Regions from separate parts of the Danio rerio genome. Here region 2 is linked to region 1. A link is a contact called in public Micro-C data. All regions are on one chromosome and are shown on one strand. The core of a region is the stretch at or near the end of the contact, and the rest is flanking DNA. Distances in the headings are between cores, read along the strand shown.

Region 1 (5,017 bases), core at 728-3,227:
ACGCTTGGCCATGAAATCCCACATCAGGCAATCATCGCTATATTGACTCTGCAGACTGAACAGAGAGAATTCCAATGTCATGTTGTCTGAGAAAGAAATTTTCATGATTGCATATTGCCAATATAGACGTAAAAAGGCAAAAGGGGAAACGGCTCAGTACTCTTGCAGGATCTTGTCTTGTAGGTCCTTTGTGAAGTCAAAGATGGCAGCGATCTGTAGCAGGGACAAGACGAATTCGGCCCCTGATGACAAGACAAATAAGCACATTATAACAACACACAGCTGATACTATTAAACAGTTATGTGGAAATTTAGCCAACCTTTAATTTTCTGTGCAGCATCTCTGTATATCACTTCAGCAAGTTTTCCACTCAAGATTTCTGGAGAAAACTGATATTCCCCCTGAATTTAGAAAAGATGTTTTATGAATTAAAATATGCATTTTATTTTCAAAAAGGCAAGGACTCCAGATGTACACCTTTTTAACCTACCACATCTATTTTAGCTTGCTCCAGTTCCTGTTGCTGTTTCCTCATCTTCTCAGCATGCATGAGCTCCATCCGGAAATACTGTACACACATACAATGGTTTGTTTTATGTATATATGAGATTCAAAGTGTAATGTTTATAGCATTGGTTGCTTAAAAATAATGTTGCCTCACCTCCAGGTAGACTTTCTTATTTTCTGGATGAAAGCGAAGGGCACGGAGGAAAAGATGCCGGGCACTCTCTGAGGAGTTCCTGTCCTCCATTTCACATTTAGCAGCCATTATCCACAGAGCTGCAAGAAAACGCCAAAAACTTTATTTCTAGCCATGTGTATAAAGCTGCTTATACATCTAAACTACAATAATATTAATGATTGACAGTAAACCCAACCCCTAAACTTCTAATTTACTTAAGTTTACCTGGTTTGTCAGGATGGATAGCTAACATAGATAACAAAATCTTGCTGAGCTGAGTCTTTGAGCCCTTGTTGAAAGACAAAAAAAAAAAAAAAAGATTAGGATTTTTTTTTAAAGACAAACACATTTGCGTTATTATTTCTTTCTTTCTTTCTATTTTTATTTCTTTAAAATTGATAAGGTTTTTTGCATTTAATAACAAAAGCACATACCCATTTCTTATTAAAGGCAACATGAGAAAGCCAGAGTTGCACATCTTCCTACAGGAGAAGCATTTAATGGAATCAAAAATACATTTGAATCAAAAACTGACCATCACAATGAATCTAAAACTGAGGTTATCATTTCTTATTGCCCAACCTGCCATTTGCTTGTCGCCCTTCTGAAAACACTGTTTATGCCCTGAATGATGGGATACTCAATTTCTTCACGTTTAAAATGGTAACCAATTCTCTGAAAGCAGAACAGTACATCTCACTTAAAGTAACACAAGTTAGTTAGGTCTGCTGTTCTGATTACTGAAAGAAGCAGATTTCAAAATAAATAAATAACAGAACAGATTTCAACTCACCGCTCTCCTCTTCTTGATAAGTTCAAGAGTGTTTATTTCGAACTGATTTTACAAGGATAAAAAAACAAGGTCATAATGTGCTGATTTCTTACATTAAAGTGCAAAAAGCTATTTGTTAATACTGACCTGTATGTATGTAATGAAGTCATCTTTACACTGAATTGCTCGGTGTAGCTTATATTCAAGTGCAGTAGATCTTTTCAACATGGACCTGAAACAAAAGCCCTTTTTGAGGAAACTTTCTCTCTACAGAAGCACCATTTCAATCCATCTTTTCTGTTCGCATGAACACGAGTGATATACTCACTTGACTTCTTTATTGGTAAACAAACCGACTCTCTCCAGTTGTTCAAGCCCTGGTATTCTGTCCTCTAATCGTTGTTGTACAATGTCTGCCATTTCTAAAACAGGTTATGGGACGCTTTACAAAATACTTAAGATGCACAGCGCAATTACATCCCAAAACACGTGTGGACAGGAAGTTGTCAAATGCTCTACATCCGGATGTTCATCGGTTAAAAAATCCGACATGAATTCTGCACTTGAATTTTGGTTCCACGGTTTTTATTTAAAAAAATAGTTTTATGGGAACGTTATAATTCAGAACATTAATACATTTGTTTTTCCTTAACTTAAGGTTCCTTTAACTTACTTAGTACCTCACGCACATATATAAAACATGCATGCAGGAGTAAATCTTGGAAGGGGTTCAAATCTTTCAAAGTTGCCCTAAAACTATTAAACAACACATTCTTGTTTTCAATATTGATAAACTTTTTTGATTTACTTCAAGTGTTGACTGCTGTATGTTTATGACTGTATTCAGGCTGTAACCCGTGCTACTGCACCGTGACCGATCCTCTCCCCAGAACCAAAACATTCTTGGCGGCAATTTGTCTCCTCTACCAATCTTAATCTCACGTCTATCAAAATAAGTCTATCCAATAAAAAACTTCGATTTTACCAGACGGCATCTCTGATTGGCTAAAACATTGCAGTGGGCGGGTTTTCGCGGCACTCTCCTCAAGGGCTCGGGCGATACACAAGTATCCGTATCCGTCACTTGGTCGGGTTTCCCGTCAAAATAAATACAATTTCGGTAGAAAATAAGTATTCAATAATCCATAACCTTTGTTCAAATTGGAACGTGAACTTCTGCCTGTGTGTATGGATTACCCGGTGTCGTTGAACTGTGTTTTCGTCGCTCTTAAGGACCGCAAGCTAACGTGCTAATCTGTTGAGGATCAGTGACCAGATCGAGGGCATACATCAGTAAACATATTTACAACTCGTATGGTTTACTCATTTGAGCCACATTCAAACATGCACTTGTCAAAGAAACTAAACCACAAGTAGCTGATGTTTAGGTGATGGTAGAGAGCTGGTCAAAGGGGCGAGGGCGACTGTCTGTCATTAATGTGCAGATAATCTTTTCGCCTGGTGTTGTTTTGATGCGTTTTGGACTTCCCATTAGTTGTTAGTATATTATCATGGCTCCTCAGAAATATTCGGCTCAGGTGATGAACTCTAAAGCCAATGGTGCTGTATACCCATCTTCTGGCGTGAGCTCACTCAAGAAACCTAAGATTGAACAGTTGCAGGCCGACCATGAGCTCTTTCTGCAGGCCTTTGAGAGTAAGTCAACAGCTGTTTCATTTAACACGTTAAGTAAATTCATTAGCTTTTCCTATTAACGTTCCATTGACACACCCAGTTCATGACAACGTGCTGTTGTGTGTTACTGCTACTAGATGTGGTGTGGATGCATCCTTGGATCTATCACTGTTGTGTTCCTATGAGTGTGTACATGAGGCAGTGTTTATTGTTAAAAATAGTAACAAGAAATTTACCAATGTATGCAAAACTAAAAAGTTAAGTGTAAATGAGATTTGTAAAGCAACAGATAGGCAGTTTTTGTAGAGAAAATGTTGAAAATAAAAGTATATGATATATTTTCTGCATGTTTCATTTCAGAACCGACTCAAATATACAGGTTTCTGCGAACAAGGAATCTGATAACTGTACGTATTTTTTTTTCAGTAGATTTAATTCACATTATTGTGTGGTGGCTCTGATTGTTGATATATTTTTTTCTTGTACTTTCACAGCCTGTATTGCTTCACAGGACCCTCACCTTCATGTCACATAGAAACTCACGAACAAATGCCAAAAGGTGGGTTTTATTAATATATTAATGGTTGACATCAGAAAATCAGAATAGGTGTGCCGTATTTTAATAACTTGTGTGTTTGTAAAGCGTGTTTAATAAATAAACTGGGTTTTATTCAGGAAATCATTTAAAGTTGACGACTTGCTGTCCAGTGTGGAGAAAATGAAAGGAGAGCCTGAGTCTCCGAGGTATTGCTCTTCTACTATGCATGCTGTGGTCTCACACAAATATGAGTTTAAAGATGTGAACTACACAACTTTTTAAATAATTTAAGATTTTAAATCATTACACGTTTAACATTTAAAACTACACATACACTAGGGCTGAATAAAAAATCACATGCGATTGTTGTGTGCATTTGTCTAAAAAGCCAGCTCTGTAATGAGCTGTAGTTTTCCAGCACGTGTTGTGAGTCTGAGCAGCCTTTACTACACAGTCATAGCTATTCAAAATATAGCATGCGATTTAGTCAAATTGCAAATAATCAATCTGTGATATCGATTGCTGTTTGTGTAGATTCTCAGTGACCTATGGCCCATTGACTCAAAACTGCAAAATGATGTCTTTCTTTCACAGAATAAAGCATGCAACATATTTCATAATAACATTCTAACAAGTAGTGACAAAGGCATTGCATCATACTTTATCAGGAAAATTATGTAAGAAGAACTCGGATAAACCATATGTTGCCGTGGTCATGTGTTTATTAATTTTGTTGAATTAAATGAAAGCTAATTAATCTTCTATCTGTTACCTTAACCAGCATACCTTTGCAGTTCAATTTTGTTTAAAACATTGTTTACTCATAACACACACACACACACACACACACACACACACACACACACACACACAATGAAGCAATATAGGTATTTTTTGTTATACCTGGATGAATAACTTGTTTTGCTGCTTAGGTCAATAGCTATACTGAGTTGTACTTGTGTACTGCAGTCGTACATGTGACATTACCTCAAAATTAGACTGCAGTCACCCCAAACTAGGGCCTGGCAATATGGCCTTTAAAAAAAAACCATATTTTTTTCACAAAAAGAATGGATTTACAATTAAAATTGGTTGAAGTTGAAGGTTAGTAACCTATTTAACCTTATTATAATTATAATTATAGGATATAAAAATGCTAAAGAAGAAACTTGTCATTTAAAGATCAAATTTCACAAGTTCTATTTATAATTCCATACAAGACTTTTATGATAATAATAACATAACTTACACTATTTTATACAGTTACAGTGAAAGTAAACTCAATGATTGTTAAAAAGGGGACTCCTGACATGATGTTTAATTTTCAATGAGCATGCATTCAGAGGTTTATTCATTTTTATTTATTTTTTTTTATATCAGGTTATATAA
Region 2 (5,017 bases), core at 1,853-4,352, 170 kb after region 1:
GTACAAAATGTACTCATGCAACAAAAAAATGAAAACGTTGTTAACCGTTTGCTGTAAAGTTAAAATTAAAAGTCTTAGGCATGCTGCTAATATTTTGCAGCTCACAAATGGTAGTCATACTAAAGCTAAGCAGGATTTAACTTTAGTTTTTATCTACTTTATACTACAAGTGCACATTCAGATATTTAAGCAGTTTTGTTGGGGGACTTTGGACATTGTAAAGCTAAATATCTCTGGAATGGGGTATTACAGGCAAAAGCTCACTAAAACTATTAGTACCCCCACTAAAAAATTCTTAAGACCCTTGTAAGCTACAACAAATCCAAAGAATGAAAATAATTCCAGCACAAAGAAACCAGGTACGCAGCCTAAATACATTTGCAACAAAGTCAGAAATATTATCCAACTTATCCAAGTTGTCCTCCAAAAATCAATGAAGGATTCTGCTTTTATTTACTTATGTCATTTTTCCTGGCAAGATTTTCATTCAGTTACACCAATAGGCTTCAAGTGTAGACTCACTTAAACGATTTCTTTAAAAACAATGGTGGAAGGATTGATGGAAGGAACCACTACCTGAGATGCACAATAGGTTTACACTTTTGCAGTGTTTATTATAAATAATTTGTATCTGTGCTCACAAGAGATTGATGTAAATAACAAATGACAATGATCCAATTTATTCCTGATGGACAAAATCAAGTACAGGCCAACAATTTACTCATTTACTCAACAGTACCAGCATTACCAAACTCTACTACTGATACAAACTCTACTATGTATTCTGAATTAAAAATGAATTTTACATTTGTGAATAAGCTAATTAAAACTATTTTTGATTCATTTTTTGATAGCAAAAAACAAACAATCATTCATTTTTTATTATATGATTAAAATGTCTTGTTAATTATAACTTTTTTCCCCTGTACTTTACTTTGTAGGCCTTAAAATTCAACAGGGGAAAGAATGTTCTGTGTTTCTGACCGAGAACTGTTATTTATCTGCAATGAGTCATTAAACAGATGCCCATGTTTATGGATTTGTTTTTTTTGGGATGTTGTCAGTTAACAAGTTGTCAGACACAAGCACGCCATTTGCTATCACTTGTGCCACAGGGTGAAAAAGCAATCAACTGATGCTGACAGTTTTTGCTAAGCCATTAGCTGTGAAGATATGAATTTGCATATGAAAATGTATTCATATGTAACTTTTTTACTCAAACTATCCACCATTTAACAACCCAACTCCTCCTCTCCCCCTCTTTTATTAGTTTGTTACATGCAATCAGTGAAGTCTGATTGTGGTCTTTAGATCCCACAATGCCTCCAATTTACAACCTTGCAGGGCAGTGACCCCAACACTGCATGAAACCCCCGACCGCAGACCACTTGAAGGACTCAAAATGTTGCAGAGTGAGAGGCTCACTTGTAAAGGAACCCCCTTCCACCCCCTTCAAGGCTAGAGGGGGTCTGCCACGAGCCTTCTGCACCTTAAAGCTTTTGCTCTCTGTTCATATCTGCCCCCCTGTTAACCCTAAAATCACTCTTTCCCATCATGTCATTTGCATCTCTCCCTTCATCCTTCACGTCACTGCTTTTATCCCTGGGGAGTGTGTGTGGGGGGTCAGGGTTAAGCAGGTGCAGAGCCAGCAAGAGAGACTGAGAGTGAAAGAAACAAGGGGCAGAGGGGGTACCGCTCTCCGTCTGTCACCCAGCTCTGTTTCTTTCCAGCAAACCATTAACTAACTCTGCATCATCCCCCATTGCAATAATGGTGGACCTGACTATCAACTATAACCATGACATTTTCAGTATGAAACTCCACTATTGATACTGAATAAAGCTGTGCATTTGTGCAAACGGGCATGCACCCCTTCTAACTCTAACTCAAATGTCATTTGCTATGCCTGAAGTATATTTTGTAATGAAGCAAAGATATTGGTCTCTGAAAAAAAGTATTGGTGGTCAATCACTACTTCCGAATGCTTCTGTGATTCTGCAACCAACACATGGCTTTTTACATCATTTTCTAAAACCCTATTAATCAGTTATTGGCATGTTAGTAGATAATGACCTGCACATGTGCAGAAACACAAGCAAACACTGAAATGTGCAACAAGAGCAAAGTCCTACCTTGTCAAAAAGACACTTCCATTGCTGAGAGAAAGATTTGTGGAAGACACAGAAAGAGGGAGAAGTAAGGAAAGAGCAGAGATATAATTGAGAAAAAGATAATGCATCAGAGATAAAATCTATCTCTGTTCTTATTCTGTTGCTCTCAACAACATAAATCACACATCTGCACATCACTTACGTCCTCTGGAGCTACAGGAAGGACATCAGTGCTCTCCAGCACCTCGATCTCTTCTCCCTCTGCATGAGCAGCAACTGCTGGAGATGAGTTTACCATATTCCTTCTGCCTCTTTCAGTCCATCTAAATAATGATTATCTCCTTTCATAAAGTTCTGCCATGATGTTTTGTTCTCATAAATCCCTTACATATTTCCACATTTGGTTTTGAAAACTCAGAACGTCATGTAAACCTACGCATTTTTCCAGCTCTGTCACATCTTATTGTAAATGAGTTTATCCCAAACTAAGTTCCTCTTCGCTTCCATATTTCATTGAAGTCTGACACTGGAAATCCACAGCATGTCACACACAAGTTGGCGTTAGGTTTTTAAAGCAGCCTACCGTTCCAAGTGGCGTACTGTCTACATCTTTAAACAGTCACCTGCAACAGAAATGGGATTTATTTTTTAAAATCGTTTACAGTACCTTGAGTTTTCTATTAAACTATTAAGCTATCAAGCCCTATATCCAGTGTCGTTCCTGGCGTGATTCTCTTAACAGTAATGTCCGGTATTTAACCAAACAGAATGCGATAAAACGATAGGGCAAAATGATCAGGTTATTTATAAATGCGTATTTTTGTGTCTGTAGAACTAACGTTAAGCCACGCAACACATTACATAAGTGCGAATTAATTTGTGGTGCGTCATTCTACCTTGCTGTTGTTTCGCATCCACAGCGCGTGCCAGCAGCGCCCGAGAGGAGCGACTCCTGTCAGCATCCACAGAGCGCTTTGCCAAAGTTCACTGTGACCGAGCGGAGCGCAGCGCAGACAGCATTGGGAGGTAAGTAAAAGGCACCCGCCCCTTTTTACTGATCCTCGTCATGTGGCCGCATTACAAGCATATCTCAAATTATGGCAAGTAAATAAAAATGATGTCAGTTCGTGTAATTTGTCAACTGGGTTTGTTTTCTGGATTGATAGCATCTATTTACATATAGGACAATTTAAGACGAGTTTGCAGTGTGATTCTCAAAAGACGAGAATACGTCGTTGCCGCCATATTAAAAGACACCATCAGGAGCACACTGACAACGCATCCTGTAACCAAAAAAAAAAAAAAAATACTAATTAAGGTGTTAACAGACTGACCAACATGCGCATGTGAGACTTCTAAAACAAAAATATAACATAACATTGAACGGTGGACTATAGGCTACATAACAGCTATTGTCACACCGCCAAAACTTTATGTGGAGTTTGAATTATGTGTCCTGCACAAGTGAATGTTAATTACAGCATTGTTGATATAGAGCAGTGTTTCTCAACCACGTTCCTGGATGACCACTAACTTTGCACACTCTCAGAAACCGTGGTACAAATAATGTTCCTTGAGGATTTTGTTCCTTGAGGAAAATTGAACTTTACATGGTACAGAAACGACCTCTGATGATGCTGTTCTGTACATTTTATGGTACAACTGAATTTAACAATTGTCCCCATATGAAAGGTGCAAAAGTGTTGAACAACTTTATTACAATACCTATGAAAATAAATGACTGGAAGGGCAAAGTAATTTTATGAATAATTCTATATTAAAACAAGAATCATTGTTTAAATATGTTTAAAAGCTTATAAACATTAAGAACAATAATTCAATATTACAAAACAAGCGGTGAAACAAACCTATAGGTCTTGTAAACTAAACATTTAAGGCATTTTATATAAATATTTGGTAAGCATTTTTGACACTGTTAAGGTATAAAGTGTCTTATTGTCACTGTAGTGGTGCTTTTATGGATCAGATTTGTACCTTTGATGAAGGTCTGAGTGTGATTGCATAGGCATAATATGGTACAAGAATAAAACCTTTTTGTGTCTTTCCACCACGGATTCAAATCTCAAGTTGAACTGTTTGACAGCTGAGTGATTCAAAAATATAACTTGAGAACTAGGCCTATTGTCTTAAAGTGATGGCAAAACTGGATCTTGCTCACAGATGCATCTATTCAGCAGTAAATGTCTTTACAGCTGATGTTCTTTGTCGCCATCTCATGGCAGCACAGTGCAACACTCAATTGTTTGTAATATAAATACTTTTATTAAAGTAATAAGTTTAAAATTAAGTGAACAACGACAGAAAACATGAAGATGCTAATTTAAAGGAATATTGGCCGCATTGTAAAATAAAATCAGATGTAATAAAATTTTTATAAAGTTACAAAACCGAATTTTGCACTAAATCAAATAGTTTTGCTTTGAAACCAATAATTATTGTCATAAGTTATACTAAAAACAAATTATATTTCTTGTTTAACCACTATAGAGATATACATCAAATTACAGAAGAACTGTCTGGAGTTAAGTTGCTCTCAGCGTAGCGGTGGAATTTGTGTGAGTACTAAATGGCCACTGCCACAATAAATAACAATAAATTTAAAGTCACTCTTATTATCATTTTGGGAAATTACATGATTAAAATGAAGTCAACTGCACAATCATAAATATTGATTGACAATGAATGATTTGCCATAAAATATTTAATTAAACCATAGCTATTCTCAGTGATGGGTTGCAGCTGAAAGGGCATTCGTTGCGTACAACATATGCTGGATAAGTTGCCGGTTTATTCTTCTGTGGCGATCCCAAATTAATAAAGGGACTGAGCCGAAAATGAATGAATCAATACTTAGCTATTAGTTCATTAATAATTAGTGTACAATT

Evidence for each region. Hi-C and Micro-C count contacts between places; a contact is called where the count stands out from the background.
Region 2: a contact with region 1 is called in a Micro-C map of caudal fin, with 5 times the contacts expected there. The contact joins the promoter of rhbdl3 here to the promoter of utp6 in region 1. A contact is called at or near these places in 3 of 18 Hi-C or Micro-C datasets (caudal fin, embryo and hematopoietic stem cells) and 1 of 4 datasets of contacts at active chromatin or transcription factors (embryo).

The regions. Positions count from the first base shown.
Region 1 is chr6:24,550,897-24,555,913 of GRCz12tu, forward strand. It overlaps utp6 (UTP6 small subunit processome component), which reads right to left and starts at 1,978. Exons shown (of 19, transcript NM_001111207.1): 1 at 1,784-1,978; 2 at 1,603-1,687; 3 at 1,477-1,518; 4 at 1,266-1,358; 5 at 1,118-1,165; 6 at 909-972; 7 at 663-781; 8 at 492-569; 9 at 321-402; 10 at 161-242; 11 at 1-55. The coding sequence starts at 1,875. It overlaps suz12b (SUZ12 polycomb repressive complex 2 subunit b), which reads left to right and starts at 2,512. Exons shown (of 16, transcript NM_001082824.2): 1 at 2,512-3,111; 2 at 3,451-3,497; 3 at 3,585-3,649; 4 at 3,766-3,834. The coding sequence starts at 2,967.
Region 2 is chr6:24,717,325-24,722,341 of GRCz12tu, forward strand. rhbdl3 (rhomboid, veinlet-like 3 (Drosophila)) reads right to left here and starts at 3,103. Exons shown (of 9, transcript NM_001017556.2): 1 at 3,008-3,103; 2 at 2,695-2,734. LOC141386260 (a long non-coding RNA gene) reads left to right here and starts at 2,966. Exons shown (of 3, transcript XR_012407936.1): 1 at 2,966-3,137.